Regions from separate parts of the Mus musculus genome. Here all the other regions are linked to region 1. Evidence: chromatin contacts called from public HiChIP or PLAC-seq and promoter capture Hi-C data. All regions are on one chromosome and are shown on one strand. Each heading gives the region's core, a stretch centred on a gene start, on an enhancer-like site or on the middle of the called end of the contact. The rest is flanking DNA. Distances are from core to core; before and after follow the strand shown. Region 1 holds the start of Tspan18 (tetraspanin 18). Region 2 overlaps Gm13791 (a long non-coding RNA gene). Region 3 overlaps Ext2 (exostosin glycosyltransferase 2).

Region 1 (4,689 bases), core at 754-3,253:
TGTTCTATGAATAGGAGACTAGCTCTCCCAGCATCAAAATGTGGTCTTATGTCTCATGGGACTAAACTTCCAGGGTCCCCATTTTGGGGGAGAAAAAAGGCACTTTTCTGTCTCTGCTATACAGGTATCATGTTTCCTGGTGTGCGGTGTCCCACGCTGGTTGCTAATGTGTCTTTAGTGACCTTTTTGGCGCTCACTGGACTCCAAGTGGGAGTGAGCCCTGCGATGCTCAGCCCTTCTTAGCCAAAGCAGCCAGCGGCATCTTGTTACACTTTCTTTTATTATGACTGAAGATCCGTTGTTGGAGTTTAATGACACCATTTTATTCGCACTGTATTTGTTTTATGATATCCTTCTATTTATAGCAATCCGACACTGCTCTTCCATTTATGGCCGTGGTAGAACATATCACTGTTTAAAAACAAACTCGTTTAAGTAAAACAAAATATAAAATAAGTGCTGATTTAAAGAAAGCACTTAAGCAGGCAGCCGTCATCCTTGGGCCCAGTCAGACTAACGTTCTCAAGGAGGCAGAAGGAAACGGAGGCCTGGAGTTAGATCCACTGTCCTAACTGGACGTGAGATGTACAGCCGGCCCAATCTTCTTTCCATCTACTTAGTTGGTTCTGGGGTGGAATTCAGGAGTCAGGGCTGGTGGCAAGTACCTGTTAGCAGGGAGCCATCTTGCTGGCCCCCAGCTTGTGCTGTCTCCCCTAAACTACACTGTGCCTGCTTTTGTCAAAACTTAATCTTTAAAGGCCCCTCCTGTCTGCCAAGCCTGGGCCTTTTCCCTCACAGCTTGATTCTGCTTAAGTTTCTGGGATGCCCCTCTTGGTTCCCAGGAGGCCCATGCAGCAGTCTTTTACAGCAGCAGCCTTGAGTTAAGGGCCTGTGAGGGTTCTCAGCCAGAGGGTTCCGTGCCCCACCCCCCCCCCCCACACACACACACTCTGTTTGGGAAGCTGAAGAGGTATCTATATATTGACAGACTTCCACACCTACGCCATTGGTCCACTGTTCTCGAAACTGCATGCCCCTCTGTCAAATCCCCTTCTTGGCCTCTCTCTGTGAAGTGGTTCAAAGGAACAGCCCTGAGACCTTAGACATTTTACTTCTTGGACTGTGGGCTTGAAAATACCAAGTCTGGTTTTCTGTTTACCCTTCAAAGCTCTGTCTAGCATCCTGACTTCACCAAGTTCCACACTGAAGTCAAAGAGTGTCTGTCCTGGGTGAGATCAGTGGGCCAAGTGGTCTCCTGTAGAGTGTAGTTTGATTTGTGTGTGTGTGGCCTCACAGGACTTTTCAAAGCTGAGACACTGATAATTGCTGCCAACGATTTGAGCCTTCTCATGACAGTCTTTCTTAGGTTGTGGCTCTTGAGTGCCTGCTTGTGAATTTTATATGGGTTCTGTATAGCATAGGTTAGCTGTCTTAGTGAACCCCAGTGGAGGAGAGGATGAAGTGAGAGCCTCTCACTGGTCTGGTCCTTAGCAGTGCTATAGTTTACAGCGGATGGGGTTGGGAGGCACCAACAATGAACCCTAATAGAGCTTGCTGCACAGGTTTCTATCTGGTACTTCCCTGGCAGTAAGTGGGAAACCAAGACGCGACATCGCAATGGAGAATCCCACACCCCAGCCCTGCAGTCCCACACACGGTGTGATAACAGCGAGAAAGCTTCCAGGGAATAAATGTCCCAGTCTAGCGTGCTACCTTCACCCTTCTCCAGCAATCTCCTAAATTCAGACATTGAGGCTAGGAGTGCAGAGGACATCGGGAGAGCACAGTTCCAGAAACCACGCTCTAGGACCCGGTGAGAGAGCGGCCGTGGACCATGAGAGCCGTGTCCGCCCCGGAGACGCGCCAGCACCGCGGCGGCAGTAGTGGCGACAGGAGACGGAGGGGCGGAGGCTGGGGCGGAGGGAGCGGGAGGGCGGGCCGGAGGGTGGCGGGAGGTGTGGCCGGCGGCGGTGGCGGGTGAGCCGCTGCAGCTGCCGCCGGCGTCTCAGGGGCTGCAAGCTGCAGGCGGACGCAACGCTGTGCGATTCCGAAGCCCAGCCACGCCAGGCCGCCCGGCCCTGGCCCCCAGCGGGCGTCGCCGCTCCTTGTCGCTTTGACGCCTAGCCCAGCGCCGCGGCGCAGGACTACCGGTGCCCCGCAAGTTGCGAGCGCACTCTGCGCCTGGGGAAACTTTACCCCGCGGCCGAGCCTCTGCCAGGTAGGATTCAATCACTGAGCCCCTCTGTGCGTACTGGCCCCGGGATACCGCGCGCTTCGGGGGAGATCCCAGATCAGTGCGGGTCCCAGGACGCTCGGGTAAGCGGCCACCAAGTTCTGAAGCGACTCCCCTGGGGGCGGGGACAGCGCCGCACTGAGTGACCCGGAGCATGCTCGGGTCGCGACTTCGCCCAGGTCAGGTGCAGCCATTCTGCGCCCAGCGATCTCGGGGGCTCAGGCGACAGTAAGGCGGCAGGTGGGACTCCCAGAGCCGGTGTGTTGGCCGGGGCTGTACCGAGAGTGAAGGGGTGAGCCCAAGTGACCCTGCACACAAGCAGGTCACAACGGGGGACACGGAGCCGGGCTTGGGCGCGGCGGACAGCCGATCGGGCTGGGGCACCGAGCGCTCTTCGCCTTCGTGGGACCCTGGTAGCAGGGCCTGGAGAACGCTCCTAGATTTTGCTCTCGCACCCGAGTTATCATTCCTTGCGCGGGAAGATGTCCAGCTCCGTGGATGTGGAGACCTAGGAGGTTCCCGGGCGGGTCCGGAGCTCCTTGCGGCCGGATGTGGGGTGTGGTGGCCGTGGGTTCCTTAGCGTGGCTGGCCGAGGTGGGCGCGCGCGGGCTCCGGGTCCTGCTTGCGCTGGGAGAGTTGTCTCGCCAGGGGGCGCCCTTCCCTGGCCAGATCGGCTTCCCAGACCAGCCTAGGAGCTTCTCTGAGTTTCTGAGCTCATGGAACCGCAGATGGACCAAGGCAATGCGCGTGGGGTCTGTTTGGAGGAGCTCCCCACCTTGTCCCAGAGAATCGGACGGAGGTGCACCCACTGTGAGACTGATGTGCAACGATCAGACGGATCAGTGTCATGAGGTGGGCTGCTGGCAAGGATGAGTGAACAATTTACACCCAGAAAAACAAAAGAAAGTTTACATGAACAGCAAGCCTGCATGGAGACAATAGGATAGAACATTAGTTGGATTTACTTGAAGTTACTGAAACCCAGCCATTTTTGTAAAAGTGGCATCTTTTGTCCTGGTCCTGGTCAGATCTCTGGGCGTGGTGGGCAGGATTTGTCCTCTCTCTGGGCATAGGTAGATTGGGGGCATAGGAATTTCTATAGTTTCATCAAAAGGGATACACTCCTCACCCATTACCGAGAGCACTCCATGTCCTGGGCCTGAGGTCCCACATGCATCTCTATGATCACGTCCCACATGCTGGTGAAAACGCACTTTCTTCCTTCCTGTACTCTTAGACTCCTGTATTGTGTGGGTGGAAAGGGTCATCTTTGTTGTGTGAAAGGCTGTTCTTATGGAGGGGACTTTGGAGGGAATTGGTGCCTTCTCTTCTCACTAAACTTCTCTCTGTTCCCCCAAGAGAGTACAGATAAGCTCACAGAGACCGTAGCTTCACACCGACTGAAGTTTTCATGTGCCCTTGCTAGGAATTCGTGCTCACCATCCAAGCTATTCCATATACCCCACCACACACACACACACACACACACACACACACACACACAGGTGTTGGGAATGGGTCCCCAAGATACAGATGGGGTCCTGCCTTCAGCCTGGGTAGAAACCACATGTGTTTATTGGATACAGCTAGTACCCCCATCCAGGACAAAGTTTCCATCAGACAGATCATCCTATCTGCCTGGCTTCTGTTTGGAATGGCAGAGCCAACGCAGAGAGGCAAAGGAAAGGGTGGGGACCCTTGTCACTGGGTTTGTCTTTAAGACATGCCAGAAAACAAAAGAAGAGTGTTGTTTGTTTTAGTTTTAATGGCTCTCAGTGTGTGTGTGTGTGTGTGTGTGTGTGTGTGTGTGTGTGTAGCCTAGTTGGAGAGCCCCGCCCACCCCTGGAACGTGGGTATTAGCATGTTCCCAACCCGAAGGCCTGCAGATTCTGGGTGCTGTCTCTTCTCTTTACTCCTTACTCACCCCAGCCCTCACACTGAAGACAACATAGAGGTTCTCCACCTTCCAAAGTTGCTCCTGCCTCTGGTCCTGTCTCTTGGACTCCAGGTAGATTCCCCAGTTTCTGACTTCTCAGTAGTCCAAGCCCAGGCTCATTTCTTTGTCTCTCTGTCCCCAAGACCAAGATGCCAGTCAATCACTGAATCTCCAGGGAGCTTTGAGGAAACAAACCTCTGGACTTGCACCTAGGACAGACTGATCTGAATCCAGAAAGGACCCCTCCCCCAGTTTTCTGGTAACTTCCACACCAGGCTGGAAATAGTCCCCTACCATCTAAGTGACATTTTAGTGCTTTGGACTTGGGACTGGTTGGGTTTGGAGTCAAGATATTAGGGGGGTTTGTGGGAAGGGGCTGGTAGAGGAGAAAGGGCAGATTTGAAATCCAACCAGTTAGCTTCTCATGGAGGCCTTAGATGAACCACTTTCTCAGTGGCCCCTCTTCCCTCTCTGTAAACAGCTCTGGGGATAGAGGGGTCTTGTGACTTAAATCCAGGGA
Region 2 (4,689 bases), core at 1,502-4,001, 450 kb after region 1:
ACTCCTCAATACAAACACTGCAGCTCTGTCTTAACGGAAATAAGAACCAGTTTATTCTGGAGCTGTTTTGAGTGACCTGGACTCAGGAGCATTAATTTAGTTTATCTCAAATTCCATGTTTCAATATGGAAGCAGTTTCACTGAGTTTTATAGTTTTACAGAACAGAAAGTGTCTTAACTCAAGGCAAGGGAACATCAGAAAGGCGGGTACAGGGAGACTAGCGGGGTGTGTGTGTGTGTGTGTGTGTGTGTGTAGCTTTCTTATAGGTTCTAGTTGCTGTCAGGTGGCTTCTTTGCTTATGGATTGGTAGACACTGGTTGCCTGCTAAGTTAATAGTCTATCAGTTTTTGTTGTTTTTGTTTTGTTTTGTTAATTTATTGCCACAAGGTGTTACTTTTGATAAGAAACGAGCCAATTCGAGCGGGATTAGATTATATTAAATAAAAGTTTGTTGGGAGGCTGCTCTTGGACAGGTGAATTCACTGACTCCAAGGAAGGAGACCAGGGAAGTCGCCATGGAAAGAGTGAGATGAGAATGGGGAAGAGAGAGAAGAGAAAGGAGCAAGAGAGGGAGTGGGAGAAGGGGGAGGAGACCAAAATGCTGGATTATATAGGAAAAAGCCTCTGGGAGAAGGGCAGCCCAACCTCTGGGCTGGAAAATTCAGGATTGGGTGCAGAGTATGCCAGGTAGGGACTGAGGGATGCTGGGAGAACCTGGAGGTCAGATCTGCTTTGATGTGTAAAATATGCCCCTCAGTCCTTGATCCTGGGTTCCAAGCCTAACAAGTTTCTACACCAGGTTTGGGAAATGTCAAGGAATGGCTGTTCAAGCCCAAGATAAGCTAATTAATCTTTGGACACACACCCTTCCAATCTCTACATTATGGAAATTCTAATCTGCCAATCAGTGTGCAGATTCAGTTTCCTTTCAGGAAGAAAGGAATTTCCCAACAAATTCCCAAAGGAATTTGTTCACAGTCTCCCCAGTCCCACCAACTCCTTCTCTGTCTTCATCAGCCTCCTGACTCAGCTCATCTGCCTTCAACCTCCCTCAGTCCTCTCCTCTCCCTTTCCCTCTTCCTTCCCTCTCTCTCCCTCATTCTTTTCAGCCTCCCTCATTCTCCCTTAGTGTCCTTAGCCTCCCTTGACTTCCTCATCCTCTGTCATCTATCACACTTGGCCTCTTCATCCTCCCTCATGCCCTCCATCACTCTTGGCCTCTCAGCCTTCTCAATCTCACTTGGTCCCCCTTGGCCTACTCAGGCTCCCTCTGCCTTCATAGCCTCTGTTTCCCACAGCCCCCTCTGTTCCCTCATCCTCCTTTGCCTTCCATGAGCCTTCTCAGCTCTTCCCCCACTGTTCATTTGGACTTTCTTAGCCTTCTTACACTCATCGCTCAGCTCAGTCTATTCTCTTTTCTATTCTGCCTCCGACCAGATATCTGTGCCCTGGACGTTGTACATACCCAGCTCATCCAGAAAAACTGCCTCGCCTTTGAAATCTGATGCTAACATCATGGCTGAGGCCAAGCTGGCTTTGGCTTGAGGTCCAGCAAGATGCCTCTGGGAGCCGGCGCCTCCTCTTCCCAGGTGGGCTCCCTTACAGCTTGTTTCCAGCACCTTCCACCAGTAGCCAGCCTGAGCCTGCTTTTGATGGAACGAGTCAAGGCTTTACTGGAGCTTCTGGTTTCTGTACAAAACTTGTTTGAGGCAGAGCAAGAATGTGGCACATCTTGAAGCTGGAACAAGTTTGGTCAAGCTGGGAAATGCAGCCCAACAGGTCAGGGTACCCACCGTGGGGACCTGTGGAGAAAGGGTGACCAATGTTCCTACCTGGTTCTTGTTCTCATGTCATGGAAGTTCCCAAAGCTGGATCTCAGGTGCAGCCTCTGGATCGGTGGCATCTGCTCATGGCTATGCGCCTGACCTAGTGCTACCCAGGTAATGGGCTCGTATTGATGTCACAGTGAGATGAATGGTGGCTGCCATTGGTTTTGGACCTGGGACAAGGGACTGAGGTGAATATTTTACATATGAAAGCAGACCAGACCTCCAAGTTATGCCAGCATTGGCAGTCCGTACCCTGCCCCAACCCCAGAACTTTCCAGCCCAGGGCCTGGGCTGCCCTTCCCTCAGAGGTTCTTCCCTGTATAATCCAGACATTTTGGAGACTCAACAGAAACAGACTGAAAATTATAAATAAATAAATAAACAAACAAACAAATAAATAACAAAAAAAAGAAAAGAAAAGAAAAAAGGAAAGAAAGAAAAGATTTGGGCTTGTAGCGAACCAAGCATGCAGCAGCTTTTATTCTGCCATTATTAAACATTACAATAAGGATCATAGCAAATCTGTTTTAAAGTATGCAGGAGGTAGGGTGTTTGGGGGTCACATGCAGCTCTTTTACAAGGAGCTTGTGTGTCTCAGATTTTCGTATCTGAGGGTTCCTGGGAACACACCCACCCCAGGTCATGAGAGACAGTGGCACTCAGAGAAAGGGTCTTTGTACTGTAGTTAAGCATCTTACATGCAGATTACATTGGGTTATCTAGGTGGACCCTGTGACAAGTATCCTTACAAAAGCCATAGAAGAGGCAAGTGGTCCTGGAAGATGGAGAGGGAGGAGCCAGCAGTGACTGGAGATAGAGGGGGAGGAGCCAGCAGTGACTGGAGATGGAGGGAGAGGAGCCTGCAGTGACTGGAGATGGAGAGGGAGGAGCCAGCAGTGACTGGAGATGGAGAGGGAGGAGCCAACAGTGACTGGAGATGGAGGGAGAGGAGCCAGCAGTGACTGGAGATGGAGGGGGAGGAGCCTGCAGTGACTGGAGATGGAGAGGGAGGAGCCTGCAGTGACTGGAGATAGGAGGGAGAGGAGCCAGCAGTGAGTGGAGATGGAGGGGGAGGAGCCTGCAGCGACTGGAATTTCTGTACAGGATCTACCGGCTGCCAAGAGGCAAGGAAGGAACTCTGCCAAGCTCCCAGTGAGAAGTGACCCTCACACAGGATCTTGGGCTTTTAGTCTTAGCTCTGCCCTTGTTGGGATAGTAAGGACAAGCTGACAGACTCAAATTCAAGTCCCCACTAGGGCCTTTCAGGACCCTATAGCCTTTGCTAAATCGTTTTAACCTCCAGGGCTTTAAGTAGTAATAGGCGTGAACAAACTCAGGCTCGTGGTGAGGATGCTGAGAGATCATGTCCCCGTTCAGACGTATAAGACCGCGTTCCAGGCACCGCAGTTACCCTGCCTCTGGCTCCTTAAGCATCTTTCTCAGTCTCGATCTAGCCCCTCACACTCTTCCTTTTGGAGTTCTTGTCCCAGCTGCTGGAAAGCCTAGGTACCTTTCATCCTTTGGCCTGGCTGGGGTGGGGGTAGGGGGTGCGGAAATCGCTAGTGCTCAAGCTTCTTCCTGCCCTCTCCTCTCCGCAGCCCTCCCCACAGTCACTTCCCATTGTTCCTGCACTTTACCAGACTGCAAGCTCTGTTGGGGGCAACCACATCTGAGCTGGAATTGGCTTAACGAATATCTAATTAACATTTGTTGATTTCATGGTTCCCTATAACTGGCTCTAGGGAAGAAACCTGATCCTGTGGTATTCTGGTTTTGTTTTGTTTTATTAGAAAAATAAGGATGTTGGAAATAAGGGGTGTTCTTCCTCTCAAACTTCCATCCTGTTCAGCAAAGCTAAGAATCAGCGAGTCGAGGCTCTGCTCATGTGGCCTCTTGCTGCCCCCTGGTGGGCAAGATGATAAATGGCACCTCATCATTTTCCCTTGTCTGTTTTGTACTCTGTTAAGAACACACAAAAAGCCACCCACTGAAGCAGAATAAAGCCAAAGAAAGGACAATATTCAGCAGTCAAAAGACCATGCTTTCTTTTCCATGACATGCTGTGGGTCACAGAGTTGTTCCGCATATCAGGAATGGTGATGGAGGGCCTGAGGCCACCACCTTAAAACTCCTTGGGTGAATCTGGTCTTAGGGCGGCTGTGCACAGCCTGTGTTCTTATCTGTGAATTGGGCATAGAAAGCATCCACCTCACAGACGTTTCAAGACTAAATGTGGCAAGGCACCTGACCTGTGGGAAATCCTTAGCAAAGGTCGGTACCCTTCTGGGCTTTCAATACATTTTGCATGAAGAGGCAGCAGCCACAGACACGGGGTATTTAGTACTCAGGTCTAGTTTCTGTTGTCATAAAGTACCCTTAAAATGCCACTTAAAGGAGAAGAGGTAGAGTTTTAGCTCACAATTCCAAGTTGTAGACCATAATACCAGGGAAGTCAAGGCAGGAACTTGAGTCATCTTCACAGTCAAGAGCAGAGAGAGCGTGATGCATGTCTGCTTGTCCATGTTCAGCTCCTTCTTATGCTTATACAACTTAGGGCCCCCTGCCTAGGGAATGGTGCCACCCACAGTAAGCTGGATCTGTCCCACACCAACTCCTGAAATCAAGACAATCCCTCCCAGATGTTAGCATTTCCTCTAGGCTCCGCCCCACAGTTACCTAGCAACAGCCAGGTATATAAGCTTGGAGCCAGGCATACAAGGGCTGTTCAGGCTTCTTTCTCTCTCCATCTTCTCCCCCGCCCCCCTACCTATTCTCTCTCTCTACCTATTCTCTCTCTTTCTCCCTATGTGTCCCTGGATGGCCTCTTCCCTTCTTTCTCTCTCCTCTCTTTTTCAGTCC
Region 3 (4,689 bases), core at 657-3,156, 450 kb before region 1:
GTTCTCCTTAGTGAGAACGTCAGCTTTAGTTGAGATCCACTAGTTCCACTGATAATATGTCACCTCTCAGTTTGGAGAGTATTAGTGTCATGTCACTATAAAGATGTCCTGGAGCTTAGAAAGAAGGTTTGGAGGCTCACGTCTAATGTCTGTCAGCTCACTGGTTTGGTCTCCCATGTTAATGGTAGGGACATGTGATGGGGTAAGTGGTCATGAGAGAGCAAGATGGGGGGGGGGTGTTGAGCCCCACAGCATCCTTTCAGGGCACGCCCTCTCTGAGTACCCCTTGCACTTCACCCCTTAAAGGCCACAGTGCTCTCCACTGCCACCATCTGAGGACCAAGCCTTTACATTTGGGTCTTTGGGAGACTCACCAAGGTGTACACTGCTCTGTAACTGCACACGCTGCCTTCGCCTTCTGTGTATACCTGTCAGTTGAGCGTCACCCTGGCTTCCTTCTGTGTACACCTGTCAGTTGAGTGTCACCTTGGCTGCCTTCTGTGTACACCTGTCAGTTGAGCGTCACCCTGGCTTCCTTCTGTGTACACCTGTCAGTTGAGTGTCACCTTGGCTGCCTTCTGTGTACACCTGTCAGTTGAGCGGCACCTTGGCTGCCTTCTGTGTACACCTGTCAGTTGAGCGGCACCTTGGCTGCCTTCTGTGTACACCTGTCAGTTGAGTGTCACCTTGGCTGCCTTCTGTGTACACCTGTCAGTTGAGCGTCACCTTGACTGCCTTCTGTGTACACCTGTCAGTTGAGCGGCACCTTGGCTGCCTTCTGTGTACACCTGTCAGTTGAGCGTCACCTTGACTGCAGTGTTAAAGCTGCTCATACATCTCAGTGGCTCCTCCCCAGGAGCAGGAGCGCAGCTTCAGGTCCCTTTGTAATCTAGGCATGTGCTTTGTGGAGAAAACAGTCACTGGGCCTCCTACCTCCCTGCCAGGTGAGAGGTCAGCATTAACTGACACCAGGGCCTGACATTATCCTGAGAGAATTAGAGCAAGAGCTTAACAAGATGCAGGAACAGTTATCGCCAGCAGGGGTCTCCCTCTACTTTTAAGTGACTAATTTTCCTGCCAGGGATTTAAGTCTGTGAGAAATCCCCAATGCCAGGAACTGCTTGCTTCTCAAGGGACAGAGTCCTCACTGCTGTTCTCTAGAGACCATTTTGTTCAAGTGACAGTGCAGGCATTTGCGCTACATGGGACAGCACCCATCACACACACACACACACACACACACACACACACACACGCATGCATTCACGCACTCACTGAGGGGGAGGTGGATTAAAACTAACTGAATATAAATATAAAAGAAAGGCTATGATCTGAGTGTTGTATAGTCATTATCATCGGAACCGTTACTGTTGGCATAAAGGAGAGGGCTATGGAGCGGCTATACCTACGGACAGAGCTCCTGCCCTAACTGAGCCAAAGCTATGAGGAAGCCAATTGTTATGAAGAAGACCATAACAGAGAGAAGCCCCACGGCAGATAATTCTGAAAAATCCCCGAGAGCAATGTGAACAACACAGCACTGGGAAGTCTAGCTGTGACCTGCGTGGCTTCAGGAGAGATGTTGAAAGCAATCTCTTCAGTTAGTGGATGGGAGCTGGCTCTCACTTGAACTTTATTGTACCCTGTGCTAATTAACTAGTTAATTGATTTATTGAAGCCCTAATTGTTTTTTTTGGGGGGGGTTATGGGCCATAGTAAGGCTTTGTGCCTAGTTACAAGGGCAAAAGTCATCTTGGGGTGCAGTTTACCCACAGAGCTGGTTGGGAAGATGGTGTTCAAGTTCTAGAATACACTAAGCTCAAACAGACTCAGGAGCAGTTGCCAGGCAGGTTGGCTGGGAGGCAGCCTTCCCAGTAGGTCTTAAAGATGAGCTTTGTTATGTTAAAGGCAGGAGGAAGTTTGCAGCTAAGTGTCTCTCTACAGTCAAATGGCACTTTCATATCCCAGCCTCCCTGGAGTCACCAGAGAAAGCATGCAGTCTCCTGTCTCCGAAGGCTGGGGAGACGCTGGACTGGCTGCTTAGAAATGTTTATGTGAAGGGGGAAAGGTGTAAGTGGACCCCTGATTTATCTGTCGAGCAGAGTTCCCAATACTGTTTTATTGCTCAGTGGCTCCACAAGCGGTGACCTCTAACCCTAGCAACACTAGGAGGTGGAAGTCAGGAGCCTGCCTCGCCTTTGAACTCGCCTTTGTACTCAGCTGACCAGAGGCCTTCGAGGCGGCAGGGCTTGACCATCTTGTCTTCTCTCAGGTCGCCAGCACTCAGGAAAACCGAAGCAGCGAGTCTCTGCTCTGTTGCATCTCACTGTAGTTTGTGGTTGCCTAGGAGATATGCCACATCTGTATGCAGCAGGGGAGCCTTGGGGATGGTGGCATCTGAGTAGGGGATGGACAGGCCACTGCTTAGCAAGTAAGCCCAAGGGTGCAGCACCCAGACAGAGCTGTGCCCGTCTGTGCCTGTGCCCACATGCTTCATGTGTGGGCGAGCAACTCGAGGGTGCTCTAGTTTGCCTCATTTATACAGAATCTCCATGCATTGAATTCCAGGATTTGGTTTCCATAGCCACTGCTGTTTTGATGCCCCAACCTTGAAGGGAGGGCAGTGTCACACCAATTATTTGAGTCTGAGATGGGTCAGAACTCTCAGCAGAGCAGCCAGAGCCAGAAGTGTTGTAGGCTTCCTTCCCTGCAGGGGTCTGCACAGATGGTGCAGTTCTTCAGGACACAGTGCCTTTGTTTTGTTTTTCATGGCCTGCATTCCCGGTCTCAGTATCAACGAATATACCATCTCTCCAAAGCTGTTATTAGTGGGAACCTCAATCCTTAAATTAAAGTTTAATCTGGTAAACATATATAATTAAAAAATATATTGGTTCATTTTTGTCTTAACAGTGTTTTCTGTTTGGTCTATATTTCTTTTTTGTTCGTTTGTTTAGATTTACTTATTTTTATTTTGTGCATGGGAGTGTTTGCTCGCATATTTTGTCAGTGTGCCACCCCAGTGCCTGGCCCATGGAGATTAGAGGAGGATGCCAGGTCCCCGAGAAACGGAGCTACAGACAGTTGTGAGCCACCTTGTGGGTGCAGGGAATTAACTGCTGGGCCTGGGCCGTTGTTCCAGCCCCTTAGGCTTTCAGGTTTGAAAGTGTTCTGCAAGTCCCTCATGTGTCTAGCTCCTCAGCCACCCAGCTCTGTGTTATCCAGGGATCCCTTGTGCTGCTGGCCTGTCTTGTCCCTAAGGTTGTCTGGCAGTCTGCCCATTATCCCTACCCAGCATACCCCAGTTTACAAAGCAGATTCTTTCTACAGGAGGGAGATCGACTGTTGGAAGAGTCAGCTTTTACGTGCACTAATCTTCCAAAGACTACACAGCCAAGGCAGGCAGGGCATACACTGTTCTGCCACAAATGCGCTCAGACCCCAGGGCCATTTGGCCTGGGCTGTGGATGAAGTCAGGTCGCATTCCCAGCCACTCAGGCTGACTTCCCATCACCTCACCTAGCCTCCTCTCCAAAGAGGTTGCTTGAGATATTTCAAGCTGGACAGTCCTGGAAATACATTAGGAAGAAAGGGTGTCATTGCAAATTTCTGGGGTCAGTGCTGTAATTCATGTAATTCTCACCCCTCTCCCCAGCTGTGAAATGGAGAATTTATTTTTTACACAAGCGAGAGCCTGAGATGGCACAGAGGCAAAGGAGCTTGTGTGCAAACCTGACAACCTTAGTGCAATCCCTAGAATCCATGAGGAGGAGGAAGGCACCAATTCCTGCATGTTGTCCTCTGACCTCCAAATGGTATCAGTGTTATACACATGTACACACACACACATACACTCAGTAAACACATGAATTATAACCTTGGAACTTCACATATACTCAACATGCACATGCATATATGATAAGTAAATTGGTACATTATACTTTTGGAATTACACATACTCTCATACAAATATACATATAAGAAATAAATTAGATTATACTCTTGGAACTACACACACTCACACATGTACACATGTAATGAATTAGTAGATTATACTCTTGAAAATATACAATACACATGTAATAAGTAATTAGAGGATTATACTCTTAGAATTGCACTCAAACACACTAACATTCTCACATACACATATACATGTAATAAATTAGTATATTATATTCTTTTTTTTTTGTTTTATTTTTGTTTTTCGAGATGGTTTCTCTGTATAGCCCTGGCTATCCTGGAACTCACTCTGTAGACCAGGCTGGCCTCGAACTCAGAAATCCGCCTGCCTCTGCCTCCCGAGTGCTGGGATTAAAGGCCACCACACTGGCTAGTATATTATATTCTTGGAAGCACACATGCTAACACATACACACATGAAACAATTTCCCTTCAGTTCTGATAGGCTACTCTGCTGTCTTCTTCAACTTGGCTTTCCAGCTTGCTCTTAGAACATATGGGGCTGGCAGAGCAGCTCAGTGGTAGAACACTTGCCTCGCATACACAAGGTCCTGATTTTAGACCCCAGCACGACCAGAGAAGAAAAATGCTACTGTGTCACTTCCCCTCAGAGGGAGCACTTTCTGGGCTGGAATTCTTCCTTTGAAAGGAGAAGTGAGTTCTGATACCCAGAGGCCCCGTGGCCATAGGAGAGCCTCGATGAGGGCTACCACTTGGGGGAGATTTTCA

What was found. Promoter capture Hi-C pulls out the DNA fragments that hold promoters and counts their contacts. HiChIP or PLAC-seq counts read pairs in DNA pulled down with a chosen protein or histone mark.
Region 2: a contact with region 1 is called in an H3K4me3 HiChIP or PLAC-seq map of craniofacial prominence, with 4 times the contacts expected there. The contact joins the enhancer-like site here to the promoter of Tspan18 in region 1. A contact is called at or near these places in 7 of 39 promoter capture datasets (the C10 cell line, cranial neural crest, embryonic stem cells and 4 more), 1 of 15 datasets of contacts at CTCF or cohesin (large pre-B cells), 5 of 484 Hi-C or Micro-C datasets (cerebellum, cerebral cortex, cortical neurons and 2 more), 5 of 115 datasets of contacts at active chromatin or transcription factors (craniofacial prominence, embryonic stem cells, large pre-B cells and 1 more) and 1 of 9 other capture datasets (embryonic stem cells).
Region 3: a promoter capture Hi-C map of hippocampal neurons shows a contact between it and region 1, with 4 times the contacts expected there. The contact joins the enhancer-like site here to the promoter of Tspan18 in region 1. A contact is called at or near these places in 6 of 39 promoter capture datasets (cranial neural crest, hippocampal neurons, liver and 3 more), 1 of 484 Hi-C or Micro-C datasets (embryonic stem cells) and 3 of 115 datasets of contacts at active chromatin or transcription factors (astrocytes, neural tube and stem cell-derived neural progenitor cells).

What each region holds. Positions count from the first base shown.
Region 1 is chr2:93,331,801-93,336,489 of GRCm38.p6, reverse strand. Tspan18 (tetraspanin 18) reads left to right here and starts at 2,003. Exons shown (of 10, transcript NM_183180.2): 1 at 2,003-2,218.
Region 2 is chr2:92,882,238-92,886,926 of GRCm38.p6, reverse strand. The region is part of intron 2 of Gm13791 (a long non-coding RNA gene); the gene reads left to right. Among named protein-coding and RNA genes, the nearest start is that of Syt13, 31 kb to the left of the region's middle. Within about 2 kb of position 2,751, at least 37 of the 459 cell types and tissues checked have an H3K27ac peak or open chromatin away from gene starts, as enhancers often do. A contact at or near this core is called in craniofacial prominence, where this site is marked.
Region 3 is chr2:93,782,793-93,787,481 of GRCm38.p6, reverse strand. The region is part of intron 7 of Ext2 (exostosin glycosyltransferase 2); the gene reads left to right. Among named protein-coding and RNA genes, the nearest start is that of Ext2, 37 kb to the left of the region's middle. Within about 2 kb of position 1,906, at least 39 of the 459 cell types and tissues checked have an H3K27ac peak or open chromatin away from gene starts, as enhancers often do. A contact at or near this core is called in embryonic stem cells and hippocampal neurons, where this site is marked.